3 separate regions of the Sus scrofa genome follow, and all the other regions are linked to region 1. A link is a contact called in public Hi-C and HiChIP or PLAC-seq data. All regions are on one chromosome and are shown on one strand. Each heading gives the region's core, a stretch centred on a gene start, on an enhancer-like site or on the middle of the called end of the contact. The rest is flanking DNA. Distances are from core to core; before and after follow the strand shown.

The links. Hi-C and Micro-C count contacts between places; a contact is called where the count stands out from the background. HiChIP or PLAC-seq counts read pairs in DNA pulled down with a chosen protein or histone mark.
Region 2: an H3K27ac HiChIP or PLAC-seq map of skeletal muscle shows a contact between it and region 1, with 5 times the contacts expected there. The contact joins the promoter of MN1 here to the enhancer-like site in region 1. A contact is called at or near these places in 10 of 47 Hi-C or Micro-C datasets (embryonic fibroblasts, fetal heart ventricle, fetal skeletal muscle and 4 more) and 1 of 2 datasets of contacts at active chromatin or transcription factors (skeletal muscle).
Region 3: a Hi-C map of skeletal muscle shows a contact between it and region 1, with 2.8 times the contacts expected there. The contact joins two enhancer-like sites. A contact is called at or near these places in 1 of 47 Hi-C or Micro-C datasets (skeletal muscle) and 1 of 2 datasets of contacts at active chromatin or transcription factors (skeletal muscle).

The regions. Positions count from the first base shown.
Region 1 is chr14:44,919,294-44,924,134 of Sscrofa11.1, reverse strand. No RefSeq gene overlaps it. Among named protein-coding and RNA genes, the nearest start is that of MN1, 220 kb to the left of the region's middle. Within about 2 kb of position 2,179, at least 3 of the 83 cell types and tissues checked have an H3K27ac peak or open chromatin away from gene starts, as enhancers often do. A contact at or near this core is called in fetal skeletal muscle and skeletal muscle, where this site is marked.
Region 2 is chr14:45,139,680-45,144,520 of Sscrofa11.1, reverse strand. It overlaps MN1 (transcriptional activator MN1), which reads left to right and starts at 2,045. Exons shown (of 4, transcript XM_021072488.1): 1 at 2,045-4,841. The coding sequence starts at 3,951.
Region 3 is chr14:45,058,982-45,063,822 of Sscrofa11.1, reverse strand. No RefSeq gene overlaps it. Among named protein-coding and RNA genes, the nearest start is that of MN1, 81 kb to the left of the region's middle. Within about 2 kb of position 2,317, at least 1 of the 83 cell types and tissues checked has an H3K27ac peak or open chromatin away from gene starts, as enhancers often do. A contact at or near this core is called in skeletal muscle, where this site is marked.

The sequences.
Region 1 (4,841 bases), core at 930-3,429:
GGATCGAGGCTGTGGCGGGGGAGAGCATTTGGCTCCATTCCTGTTGGCCTGAAGTCATGAGCCTGACTTGTTTGTATTGTTCTTCATGCTTCTTCCCCCTATCTTGGTGGTTTTTTGGCTCTAAACAAATCCTCTCCCAGCCAGGGAGGAGCTAACTCCATGCGGTCTGGGCCTCTGGGGCACTGGGAGGGAGGTCAGGAAATAGCCAGAACATTACACACCTCCCCACCCTCCGCTGTCCCATCTCACTTTCGTAGAGCGTGGAAAAAGAATGAGGCTGCAGAGGGAGGCTTGAACATTTGGAGTTGCTTCCTGTTTTCTCTCGAATTAATCCCTTCCCTGAGACGTCGTCTCTGGGCCTGTGGAAACCTGCCTTCTGGTGGGGGTCTGACCTGCCTGTCTACACAGGTCCGTGCAGATGTTCACACACTTGCACTCTCTGGGCTTCATGAGCCACTTGACAAACAGACCTGGGGACCCCTCGAGGTGGACCCCTTTCTTGCCAAATTCTTGCCATCTCTCAAGAAAGAAAGGAGTCAGCCAGACACCTCTTCTTCCAGGAAGCCTTCCAAGATGCCACCATGACTTTCTTTGTCTCATTTACATCTGCTCCTATCATGTCAAGTGCAGGACATGATAGTATATATTAGGAAAGAATGAATGAATCTGGACCACACTTTCATTATAGAACTGGAAACACTGATGGCTCAGAGAGTATAAGGGACTTGCCAGAAGTCATGCAGAGTATCTGTGGTTGAGTGAAAAAGCAGAACACTGGATCCCTCGTACAACGTTTGTCTTAGAGATTCAAAGAAACTGAGAATTCTTCAACAATGACTTCATGGTTTTATTTCTTAGGAACCACCTATGCAAAAAAGGAGCCATTATTTCTCAGACATTACTGATGGAGAAATTGAGGTTCAAGGAGGTTAGGGCTGGCTCAGGGTCATTCTGCGGGGTCCAGGATTTGAAAGTCAAGGTGGCTGTCCCAAAAATGGATTGTTTTGTTCAGTGGCACAGAGGGCAGGCCAGTAGCTGGTGAGGACAGAGCTGCCAGGCCATGGCAGCCAGGCCGTGAAAGCCCTTTCTGTCTCCATATCAATAAGAATTTCCAGTTGAGCCCAGGTGGGGATGACATGGCCCAGAGGGGTGGGATGCCCGCTGCAGCTGCACTGAGGCCCAGGAATGCTCTGAATCCCCTGTTGCCTCCCTCCTGGGTGGCACCCACATCCTCTAGCACACCTACGCCCAATCACACGCACCCCCCCCCCCCCACACACATGTGAATGCGCACACACTTGGCTGGAGGACTTTGGAACCCAGACCTCGTCTTTGTGTCTGAGGTCACTTGGTGACCTCTGCAGTCAGCAGTTACTTTCGTCCTTAAAAGGCGATGAAATTCCTAAGGACATGTGAAGAATGCAGTGTGATGTGTCCCTTTGCTCCCCAGTGTCAACTACAGTCATTGTGTGGCCACATTGCCCTGTGCTGCTGCCCCATCCCTTTCTCTCCTCAGTAGGGTCTCCTCCATCTTCTCCTCTTAGGAAAACTGTTCCCTGCACATCTTCCCCAGAGAGACCTGAATGTTCCAGTTCATCCTTCTCAGCCAGCCCCCGGAAGTCCCTGACCAGCCAGTGAACAGCTCCCCCTGGGGTAGATGCCATCACTTTGTCCAATCAGTGTGATCGGGGCAGGTGACATGACCTCAACAAAGGCTACCTGGGGAGGTCTAGGGTTGGTGGGATGGAGATCCTCCCAGAAGTGGGTGAGGATGGTCTGGCTCCCTGAAATGAGCCAGAAGCAGCCAGTGAGAAGCAGAGGCTCAAAGCCTGCTTTATCCTCTGGGCGCCTTGGGCCAAGTCCCTGGACTGACGCTCCATGGTGTCATTTGCAAGGTGGCATCATAATAAGGGTAGAGTTATTTCCCAACGCCACTGTGTACAGCCGGCTGCACAATTCAAGCCAGGCTCTCGACACAGGCTTGGCACCAAGTGGATTTTCAGGGCATGTGGATTCCCTTCAACTCCTAAGTTCAGACGCTGGGGGCGGTGGAGTGGGGGCGGACTACCTCCTCTCAATCTTTTGTTGAAGACAACTTGCCCACTGCTGACAGCAGTTTCAACTGAGAGGGTTCATCTAATTTTAAGTCCCAGTCTGCCACCGATTTATTTTGGTCCATGAACTGTTGCTCGGCACCTGTTGGCACCTTGGAATGCCGAACCCTTCTAATTTTAAGCCCCCGCAGGGGCAGGTCTAATTTTAGATGCCTCCTGTGCCAGGGGCTCCCAAGGGGATGCAGGCTGTGTCATTTGGAGCGCCTGGGGCAAGGCGGGTAGAGATCCGGGTGGGGACATGTTCCAGGGGGACTCGCACGACTCGCACCCCCTGTGAATTGCTATTACTTCAGAAGTTTTATTGCAGCAGGTTTTGTACCAAGTCAAATGTACCATCAGAGGTGCTTTTCCCTTGAAGTCCTGATGGCCAACATCTCCTGAGTATTTACTCCATGCTAGGCTCTGGGGAGGCCGAAAGCAAGATGACCTGGTCCTGCCTTGCAGAGGACTCATGGTCAAGTGCTCACAGGCAAGTCAGGCCCGGTGATGGTGCAGCGCGATCAGAGGCCCAGGCGGTGCCTGGCACCCAGCTGCCTTTGAAGAAACATCTGGCAAATGAACGAAAGCAATGCTCGTGGTAGACAAGCAAAAGTTGCTGGAAGAAGGCGCATTCTTGTTCTCCCAGGGGCATTTGGAGGTTTCCCAGAGGAAGTTGTACTCTGCGCTGGTCTTGAAATAGAGAAAGCGTTTCTCTGCATGGGGGAAGGAAGAAGGCTGTGACTTGTATTGTGGGACCCCACCTGCATCCCTTGACCCTAAGTATTTCTGGGCACACCAGCCCCATCCAATGGCCAGCACCGAGAGCTCTTTTTCTGAGGGTTTGCTTGGCCACCCAAGTTTGCTCTGCACTCTGCAGGGACAGGCACAGAAGGGCTGGCAATGAACACCCCTGGGAGGCTCTCAACCACCTGCAGATAGGAGCTGGTGTATCAATACCCCAGTTCCTCTTGACCTGTGTCTGTAGAATCTCCAACGCCCCCTAGTGGGATGGAGGCCCGGGTGGTACCAGCCGGTGACAACATATCCTTTCCAGCTGCCTCTTCTCCGCTTATTCCGGGGCTCCTGAACCAGGGGCTCCCGGCACGTACAAAGTAAACTACTCACCTCGGGGCCTGTTCCTGGGAGAATCCAAAGACAATGGAAGAGTTGGTTAAAACTTCCTTTTCAACAAGAGCAGAGACACATAAGGATGGCGGCGAACAAGCCACCTTCCTGAAATGCAATGAGGGACCCACATCATGATCAGGGTTGGAATCCATCATCAAAGGTCACCCCCATCCTGGTCTGGTTCAGATCAAGCCAGTGGGGGAGCATCATCATTTTCATGTGGCAAAGACACCAGGGCTCAGAGGAGTGAAGCCACTTGCTCAGAAACACAGAGTGCTTCTGTGTTCAGTGGAGTGCAGACTGGAGGCCAGAAGCCTGGATTCCCAGCCTGCCATATTGTCACCCCTATCTTGCTGGCAGTCTTTCAGTGCCCGTGACTTGGTTTCTCTACATGTCACTTTAGGGTGCTGTGGAGTGAGCTGCACCCTCCGGGGGCTGTTAACCCCTCTATCCCTCGGCCACAAACCACCTCATTCCATTGGGGCAGCTGCCAGCCCCAGAGACCCCTGGGAGGAGGTGGAGGACAATGGGGATGTGTGTGTTGGGGTCCCTGTGTCAGCACGGTCTCCTGTGGAAATAATTCAGCCCTGCTGGGTTGGGCTTGGGTACTTGGGAAGCCCCACCCCCGATCTGCTCTGTCAATCCCGTCTCCACTGGAAATTAGACCCAGAGGAGGATGTTTCTTGGGCCGATCACCTGACAAAGACTGAATTCAGCCTTTTCCTGCCCCTCCCTCCTCTGCACCCCTCCTCCCCTGAACTCCTCCTCCAGCCGCACCTGTTCCAGGGTCCAACAACACCAGGAGCACCCTCCCTGGAGAAGATCTGTTCTTTTCCAACTTCAGCCCTCTGGTAGAAAGAGCCCAGGAGGTCAGGGAACCAGAAGGACCTGGGTTCAAGTCCTGACACCAATGCTGATGTGAAGATAAGCCTGGAAAGCTGCCGTGCATATAGAGAGTGGCAAGGCCAGAGGGCTAGGGCTCCAGACACTGTTCCCTGGAAGACTGATCACCTTCCTGCAGCAGGTGGCTTCCAGGAATGTTGGGGAGTCCCCCTCTGTGCAGGTGGGAAGGAGCAGCCCCTGGTGTAGCGAGATCCAGGGAAGGGCTCGCCTTCATTCAGCATCTCCTGGGTACCAGAGGTTTTCCTCATTTAACCCTGACCACAGGTCAGCATCCTTACCTGAGTTTTACAGAAGAGAAATTGAGGCTCAGATGCCTCAACCATCAGCCCAGGGTTACACACACACCCTTGGGAGTGTGGAAGCCTGGGTCCAGGGTCCCCACTGTCTCTTCTTTCAGGGTCATGTGGAGCAAGCCAAGTCCCCTTCTCTAGAGGCTGAAAGAGAGGTTGGGTGTAAATCAGTCAGTGATTCTCAAATGTGGGCATGTATGTGAATGCCCTGGAGGGCTTTTTAAAACACAGACGACTGGACCAACTCCCAGCAAGGACTTGCTGCTTCCTTAGGTCAGGGGTGAAGCCCGAGAATGTGCATTTAGAGGCTGATGCTGCTGGTCTCACACCACGCCTCTGAGAACTGGGCCGGAAGAGCTCACATCCTTGTGAGCAGAGATGCAGAATGGTTTCTTTCTGTCTTGCTGCTCCCTCTCCTACCCTCAAG
Region 2 (4,841 bases), core at 796-3,295, 220 kb before region 1:
CACGGGCAAAGACACAAATGCAGACACATGCCACACATTCTCCCTCAGAACATTCTTGGTGTTAAGGAAAGGTGACCAGACACACATCCTGAGCAGAAAAGCAGCCGGGCCCAAACACACCCTCCTTTCAGACTCTCACACACCTTGTAGGCTTAACTCTTGGAAACAGCCCCAGAAAAATACTCCCACACCCCCTCCCTGGAACGTGCAGAATTATTCCACAGGAAACCTGCCCAGGTGTTCAGGGGACCCCCACCCAGACCCTGTGAAGTCATGCCTCAGCCTAGAGCACACCTCCAACCCAGGTCTCCCCAGACTGCCGGTCTGCGGGCCATTCTTCCCACTGCCCTGGCCCACCCAGGGCTCCAGACAGGCCCCAACCTTCCCTATTCTCTCCAGACACACAGAGACATAAGGGTCCTCACTCAGGTGCCCCCTGAGGCATGCAGAACCCAGAACCCACAGCTCTCAGCCGGGTATGAGACCAGGTGTCATGAGTTTTGCGTATGGCTTTACCCCTGCAGAGTCTGCCTTCTGGCAACCATTCCTTCTACCATCCCCTTCCTACCCAGGGGCTCTGGGTCTCTCCTGCTCTGGCCTGGGGGCCTGCCCTGGGGTAGGGGTGTCACCAGAGGCCTACCCAGTCCCTTTATTTCTTTGTGCCCAAATCAGCCAAGCTTCAGTCTTTTCTCCAGCTCTCACTTTCCTGTCACTTTGCTAAGTAATAATTTCCATGTCCAATTCCATTTCTTTTCTAGTTCTGAAACCTCTAAGCTATCAGCAAGAGGATAGTTCACATGAAAACTAATTACACAAAATCAATATTTAATCACAGACCAACAACCTGATCCTGCAGAAAAATCCTTTTAAAACTCCACTGCCCTGTACAAATAGTTCTTCCCAGATGCTTATTTATGGACCCCATTTTTGGTGGGGGTAATTTTCATTTTTAATTTCAAAAAGAAAAAAATATCTGTAGACATCCTCAACAGGGAGGTCCCATGAAGGGCCTTTGGATCTGAACTTGCTTCCATTCTCTGAGTTTTCAAGTTGCAAGTTTTTATTTTTATTCTTAAAGGGGTGGTGGGTGGGGAGTGGGTAGGGGTTATTTTCTTCAGGAGTCCCTTCGGAATCTGCTTCCCGCCTCCCCTTGCCCTAAATTGAGCCCATTTTCCCGGCATTTTGAGTTCTGGAACACCCAGCTTCTGACTTCCCAGCAGTAACTCTGGGGAGCGATGAATCCGCGCTTAAACCGCGGTAACTTTTTAACTCCCCGCCCAGGAATGGTGGAGTGCTTAATCTGAGGTTTTTAAATAAAAAGGGCTCAGGGGTTGGTTTTATTATAACGTTTATTTCATTTCAGATTTCATGCACAATTTAGCAAACGCTAGACAGACTTGGGCGATAAACACTTTCTTTTGTGGGGGGAAAAGGCATTTTTATACACCATGCTTAATTTTATTTAGATTTAATAGCGATATCAGGGGCACTTCAAAGAAAGTTCCTTTTTTCTCCCCTTCTCCTAAGAAAGCTGGTCTGCTAGCAAAATCGCCTCGTGCTATTTTATGGCAAGGAAAATTAAAGGCCTTTCTCCCCCTTCCTCCCCTACAAACGCTTTAGGGAGGAAAATACACACAGGCAGGCACACAGAATAAACACTTCCTCTACCCTCCATCATCTCTAACTCCCAACTTCTAATTGCAAGATAGATTGCAGCCTCAGTGGGGATCAGGAAGATCTAAACATTTTAACTAAGATTATTGGGATAAATATTTCATAAAGAGCAGGGCAGATATTAAATTACTCCTATTGATTTTGGTATCACAACCCAATTCCGTTCCTTGGCCTCTTCAGTTTAATTGATCTCTTAAGGAGGCCAACCTCGCGCCCGAAGAGGGCCTGGGCCTTGGCCCTGGTGCCTGGACTAGGGCGCTCCGGCCAGTCAGTGCCGCCCTCTGCGCGCTAGTCTTCTCCAGGCTCCTGGCCGCCTCGCTGCTCCGGCGCTGGGCTCACGCGACAGGCACCCCTCCCCCCGCCCCGCATAAAGTGGCCGAACGGTTACTGTTCTCGGCGGAAGCCAGCCACTGAGAACCAGGAACCCTAGACAGTGGAGATAGGGAACAATTGCTCCCTCCCTAGTAAGGGAGGAGCTAGCTAGCGCCCGATCTCTGGAGGAGAACCCTAATTTAGGGGTTCCCCATTTGCTTTTCACCTCCAGGATAATCCAAGGGCCGGCTAACTTGGGCGCCACAAGTAAGCAGACAGCAGTGGAGAGCCGAGGGTTCGCTCCAGGGCTGAAGAGCAGTCGACACTTAGCTGCGACTTTCCACGGCGAGTCCAGGAGCTTTGCCTGGCGACCCCATTGTCTGAACGCCCCGCACCGCTTACCGCCCACCTCCCCGCCCCCTGCCCACCCCGCAGGTCTCGCTTCAGTTGGGGGTGGGGAGTTGGGAACTGTGGTGAGTGGGAAGGGGGGTGAACAAAGCCCAGCTCCCGCCATTCTCCGCCTGCGCCCTCTCCATCCCGATGCTCGGGGAGGCCAGGGAGCGCCCGCAGCGCACTGGCGCCAGACCCGGAGGCTAACCGGTGCGGGGGACCCCGGAGCAGGCGAAGTGCGAGTTCATGGCGGGGGCCTCGGCAGTCAGCACCCAGGACCACCTTAAGAGCGAGCCCCGCCCCGGGCCCGAAGCTTGGGCTGCGCTGATTGGTGCAAATGTAATGGCTGAAATTGATTGCTGAAATGCAAAACTTGTTGCTGCTTCTCCGGGCTCTGGGCGAGAGGCAGACACAGAAAGGGGAGCCGAGACCCTCGGAACGCCCCACGCAGAGCCCCCCCGCCAGCCAGAAGAGGGGTGCGAGGACCCCCCAGAGCTGCCCCCGCCCCCTCCCATTCCGGGTTCTGAGAGCGCAGCCGGATCGCCTTAGCCTGCTCGCCCAGCGTGGCCCCCCAAACCCGCGTACGCCCCCCTCCCCGGGTCCGAGGGCGACTTGCGAAGCACCTCGGAGCGGAGGCAGGGAACCCGAGGCTTGGAGCGACCATCGTCTCGCTACCCACCCGCGCCTGGAACGGTTGGCGGAGATCCCCGCGAACTCAGAGACCCAACGGCAAAGGACAGAATCGGCAGGCGGAGGACGTGGCCGTGAAGCGGCGCACCGGGTCCAGCGCATCAGCGGCGGAACAGGGGAGCCGCGCCTTCCCCCAGCCATCGGTTTCAACCTCTGGTGCCCGCCGCCTCCTCAGCCCCGCTGAGCGCTCCGCTCGGGCACCAGCACCCGGTGATGCCGAGCGGAGTCTCCAGTCCTCTGACCCGGTGAAGAAGCAGAAGCCGCCTGCTCCGGGCCGACGGGGACTGTGCAAGCGGATCTTGCTTGGCTGAGGCTTGGGCTGCGGAGCGCCGGGACTCCAGGGGGAGGGGGGGAGGGACCGCACTGTCCGTGCCCCCGCGCCAGCCGCGGCTTTGAAGGGTCTTCCTGTCCGGCCCCTTAGCAGCTCCTCCACGGGCTCCGGGAGACTTCGGGAAGAGTCGGGGGCTCCCCACCCAACCCGATCGGACTTAAAAAGGTGATCGCTCTGCTCTCCCTCCCCCTTCCCGCCTCCTACCCCCCACTTAACTTTTTGTCTCTACGAGCCCGCAGCTCCGTCCTCTTCCCTCAAACCCACCCGCGGCCCTGCCACCCACCCGGGGCATGGGCCCCCCAACACGGCTCCTGGAGGCCCCGCGGCGCCGCAAGATGTGAGAGGCCCCGCGTCGGGCAGAGCGAGAGCTTCGGGAGAGGAGCCGATAGCCCCCAGCCTTTGCAAGCCAGGCGAGGTGGCGGTGCGCGCTGCGCCCCCGCGGTGCTGAGCGTCCCGGGGCGCCCTACCTCGGGCCGGAACGAGTAGCTGGCCGGAGGCGCGCCGCGGAGAGCAGGCTGTCATGCCCTATTGATCCCCCTGCCCCCCGCCAAGTATGTTTGGGCTGGACCAATTCGAGCCCCAGATCAACAGCAGGAACGCTGGCCAGGGCGAGAGGAACTTTAACGAGGCCGGACTAAGCATGAACGCCCACTTTAAGGCTCCGGCTTTCCACGCGGGGGGACCCCCTGGCCCCGTGGACACTGCCATGAGTGGGCTGGGAGAACCCCCGATCTTGGGCATGAACATGGAGCCTTATGGCTTCCACGCGCGTGGCCACTCGGAGTTGCACGCGGGGGGGCTGCAGGCTCAGCCGGTGCACGGATTCTTTGGAGGCCAACAACCGCACCACGGCCACCCAGGAGGCCACCACCCCCACCAGCATCACCCCCACTTCGGGGGCAACTTTGGTGGGCCAGATCCTGGGGCCTCGTGCCTGCATGGGGGTCGTCTGCTCGGCTACGGCAGCGCGGCCGGCGGCCTGGGCAGCCAGCCGCCCTTTGCCGAGGGTTATGATCACTTGGCGGAGAGCCAGGGGCCGGAGAGCTTCGGCCCGCAGCGACCTGGAAACCTCCCGGACTTCCACACTTCGGGCGCCTCGGGCCACGCCGTGCCTGCCCCATGCTTGCCGCTGGACCAGAGTCCTAACCGAGCCGCTTCCTTCCACGGCCTGCCGGCCTCCAGCGGCTCTGATTCCCACAGTCTAGAGCCCCGGAGGGTGGCGAACCAAGGAGCTGCCGTCGACTCGCTGGAATACAATTACCCGGGCGAAGCGCCCTCGGGACATTTCGACATGTTTTCCCCCTCTGATTCCGAAGGGCAGCTGCCTCATTATGCAGCAGGTCGTCAGGTTCCCGGTGGCTCTTTCCCAGGTGCCTCGGCCATGCCCAGAGCTGCAGGCTTGGTGGGCTTGTCCAAAATGCATGCCCAGCCGCAACAGCAGCAA
Region 3 (4,841 bases), core at 1,068-3,567, 140 kb before region 1:
ATGGCCAAGATACGGACCTCCTGAGGGCTTCAGTGTCCTCACTTGCAAGTCAGACCTTGTAATAGTTACCTTATTGGGTTCTCTTGGTGGAGGGTGTGACAGGGGCAAGGAGAGCCAAGAATGCAGACTCTAGGTTTCTAACCCAGCTACTTCCACTTATTAGCTGATGGCTCTGGCATGCTTCTGAATGTTTCTGAATCTCTGTTTCCTCATCTATAATGTGGGAATAACAATAATTCTGCGAGTCTGCCTTATAGAATTGTGGTTAAGACAAAGAAGAAACTATGGGCAAAGGACTTAGCCCAGATTGTCCCAGGCTTGGCACAAATTAAGTGCTCAAAATTTTAGAAGTGTGTATTATTGGCATCAGAAGTTTGCTGAGCATTAAAGGAGACAATGTATATACAACTGAAAAACTACATGTGTAATGCGGAGGTAATAGTTAAGGCAATGCTGGATGCATTAATGCATAAAATTGATGCTTCTGTGGTTTAACACCATAGAAGTTGTTTTCTTGCTGATGTTACAGCCCACAGCTGGCATTCCTGGTTGAGTGGCCCTCTTCCATGCACCCAGCCTCCTTCTATCTTGTGGTTCTACTCTCTTCAATCTGTGGCTTGGAGTCCATGCCATTCAGCGGCAGATTGGGAAAAAGGATTGGGAAACACACCCACTTATTAACCCTATCAGTCCTGAGATTAAGTGCACCACTTTCTCTCGTAGTCTATTGGCCAGAACTAGTCACATGACCCCACCAGCTGCAAGGGGTGCTGGGAACTGTAGTCCTAGACTGATCAGTCACTTCCCAGCAACAACTCTATCCTCTTCTTGAGCTAGGGTGATGTTGGAGATGGAATCACCATCATCCCCTAGCCAGACAGTAACGAGAGCACTAATTCCCGTTGGCACCTACAGGATACAGAGCACCCCTGTGATTGTGATTACCCCATAAACAGGCCTGACTGAGCATTTTTTTTTGTTTGTTTTTTACCTTTTTTTTTTTTTTTTACTTTGACTGAGCTTGCAGCATGTGAAATTTCCCAGGCCGGGGATCGAATCTGCACTGCTGCAGAGACCATACTGGATCCTTAACCCATTGCACCACAGCAGGAACTCCTCAATAGAGTGAATTTGGTGGTACCACCACCTATGTCATAGATGAAGAAACTGGGGCACAGCATGGCTACATGTCTCGCCCAAGGTATCACAGGGGGTCAGGGCCAGATCCAGCACGTGAACTCAGATCTTAGAGGCCAGAGTCACGCGGAGGGTTCTACACTGGCGCTGGGGAAGGGGACCCTCCACCTCCCCTCAGCAGATTTCAGACACCAAGGCCTGGCTCCTAGGATGCTGAATAAACAAACCAGCAGAAGAACAAAGGGAAAAGCTTGTTCATTCTAGAAGCTCCAGTTTGTTCTTTGAGCAGGTTAAACATGCCCCTGCAACCTTGCTGACCCTCTTCATTGGCTCTGTAAACCTTTGGGTGGCTGTCGTGGGCATTTTTGTCCACCCAGCACTTAACCCAGAGCCAGACACACACCAAGAGATTCAGCATCTATTTGTTGAATTAAAGAAAACAAAACCTCAAAGGAAAATTTATCCAAATGACAGTTCATGTTTGTGTGCACGTTGGTGGGCTGTGGAGGCTGACAGAGCCTTCTCAAAAGTCCTGGGCCCTGAATCTTCTCAGAGCCTGGGTAGCGAGCTCTGTTGGTGTCTCCACTTCGCAGACAGGGAAACTGAGGCACTCCCCTGGGCTTCTCAGACAGGAGTCCGCCAGAGACCATGTGAGCGCAGGGAGAACCTCCTTTTGGTGGGTGGCCCAATCTTCCTTGGTGCTGGTCCTGAGTCACAAGGGGCTGAAAAGTGACCTCTGAGCCTCTATAATTAGGCCTGGCCTGGCGTCAGGGGTGATGGGTTTTCTGTCTCGGCTCATTCTGGCTGCGCGCTCACTCCGCTCACTCCGTGGCAGGCACTGTGCTAAGCCCTTTACACCCTTACTCTGACCCTCACTATAAGCCCCTGGCAGATGCATGAGCCTCTCCATTTTCCAGTGAGGAAACTGTGGCTCGGGAGGGGCCTTGCCTGAGATCACTCAGCAGGGAGGGGATCAAAGCAGGGTTTGAACCCAGACCCCTGCAGCTGTAGCCTTCAGAGGGTAACCACCAGGCTCTGTCGATGAACAGTAACTTGTAGTTTATTTGCAGATCAAAGCAGGGTTTCAACTGAGCGGGCAGGACAGAGGTGTGCTGAGGGCACTGACTGTTCTCATTGTGCTTTTCTCTCTGCCTGAAATATCCCTCACCCACATCAGCAAGTATCTGGCTCCTTCTCCTCCCCTGGGTTTCTGTGTAATTATCACCTTCTCCAGGAAGGCTTCCCTGACCACATCCACTCCCAACCTGCCCAGATTGTTTTCTTCTCTGAACTGATCTCCAGGTGAAATGATCTCTATTTGTTTATTTCTCGTCTCCTCAACTAGATGGGAACACCATGAAGGCAGACTGTGTTTCTCTTCTTCCCTGTGGCCTTGGGGAGCCAAACTGGCACATACTCGGTGTTCTATAAATAGTCGTTAAGTGAATGACTGATTGAGGGTGAGGGATCCTCAGGGGCAAGAAGCCACCGGGATGGATGGGCAGGGGAATATCTGCGGGGACAGAGCCTTGGGCTACCAGTGTGGCCTGGAGTGGGGCCTCCTTCAGCTCTAGGGGAACAGGGAGAAGGATCCAGGCCTGAGAGAGGTATAGGGATGCCGAAGGAAGCCAGGTCCAGGTCTGGGGCAGGGTGGCCTCTCCTTTCCCCAGCTCAGCCAGGGGACATGGGACATTGGCAGCTCCTACAGCAGAGCCACTTCCTGAACAGGGTGGGGTGTTCTGCTGAGTTGTTGATCTTTGTCGGGACTGGCTCCAGGGATAAGGAAAGAGGGTTGTTTGTGATGACTTGGCCAGGAGGCCCCTTCTTCAAGGCCTGGCGTCTCCATCAGTAAAGATTGTGAAGGGAATCGTTGAGGCGGGAGGAAGTAGTCCTAGACAGACTCCAACATCCTTTTGCTTTAACAAACACAAGATGCTTAGCATGGTTCATGGTGGTATTTAGCATGAATTCGTCTTATTCCCTTAACAACTGCCATTTGTGTCCTATCATTAACCCCATTTTGCAGCGGAGGTGACTGAGGCACGGAGAGGGAAAGCGAATGTCTCAGAGTCACACAGCTGGAGCTGGTATTCAAATCCTTCTTCTGGCTCCAGAGTCTGTGCTTTTAGCCCTGTATTCTGCTGCTTGATTGGGGCTAAAATACTCTGACTCCAAGACTGACAGGCAGTAGTCAGCGAAATCTTAAAAAGGAGTGGGAGCTTCCACAGTTATATTCTTACTCAGAAACCCAATATGCAAAACACAGAAGATGGGAGCTGCCGTGGCCAAAATGGGAATTGGGGTCCCAGAGACCTCTGTGCCCAGCCCCTTACTCCCCACCAGCCCCTGACAGCTCCTATATGGTGTTCTAATTTTCCCTAACCTTCTAAGATCCTTAAGTTTTCCGATAAAGCTGGAATCAGCAAAGTCTGTCCCCAGAGCAGAGTCTGGCCCACTGCCTGTTTTTGTAAATAAAGTTTTATTGAAACACGGCAAGACCATTTGTTTACATATTGTCCATGACTGGTTTTGTGCTACAAGGGGAGGAGGTGGGTAGCTATGACAGAGGCTACAGGGTCCACAAAGTCAAAAATACCTGATTTTAGAGAAAAAGTGTGTTGAACCTTATTCCAAAGGAGAACTTTCCAGGAATATTCCAGGCCTGTGCTATCCAATAGTTTAGCCATGAGGCACATGTGGCTTTTGAGCACTTGAAATATGGCTTGTTTGACTGAGAAACTGAATTTTTAATTAAAAAAATTTTTTTATTATATTTGATTTACAATGTTCTGTCAATTTCTGCTGTACAGCAAAGTGGCCCAGTTATACATATATAAACATTCTTTTTTTCACATTATCCTCCATCATGTTCCATCACATGTTAATTTTATCTAATGCAAATTAATTTATATTAAAATTGTCTCTTGCAGCCCCTGTGCTAAAGGATCCAACACAGGGAAAATAAGATTCCAACATGCACACCTCCTCAGAGGGACAATGTTCTGCAAAGAGACAGAAACGTGCCCACAGGGTTGGGTGTCCCGGACATGGCCCCAGGGTCTCAGGCCAGCTGCTTCAGGGTTAATGGAGAAGCAGCCTGGGACTGTGGGTGTTTTCTCCAAAGATGTTGTTTGTACCGATAGATCTTTGGATGATGCTCTAGCATTAAAAAAAGAAAGAAAGAAAAAAAGAAAGGAAAAGAAAGAGAGAGAAGAAAAAAAAAAAGAAAAAAAAATCAATGCTTGGCTGATTGTACCAGGAAGGGCAGTCGATTGGTGAAAAAGCTGCAGCCGCATATTGGGAAATAGATTTTTCTGCCCTCCAGACATTAGCTTGAAATTCTTTGAAATGAGGGACCACAATCTGTGTCAGAAATGAAAGATTAAGGAGGTTAATATGCTGGGCCTCCCCTCCTCCTTTTTAATTTCCACGTCCCGGGTGCCCTTGGCCTCCTGAGGAAGACACACAGGCTCCTTACACACTCCATCCTGTCCTCATTCCTCTGGGGGTTCACGGTGGGGGAGGGGACGACGACAGACGCCCCTGTCACCTGCTCCTGGGGCTGGATGCAGAGGGGAGGGGGAGGTTGTCTGGCTTTGTTCCTGGGGGTGGCCTCAGGGCCTCCAGATCCAGTGGCCTTCTACCTGGGGAGGATTTTCTGGGAGCTGGAGGCTGAGCCCCAGACCTGATCCTGCTCCTCCCAG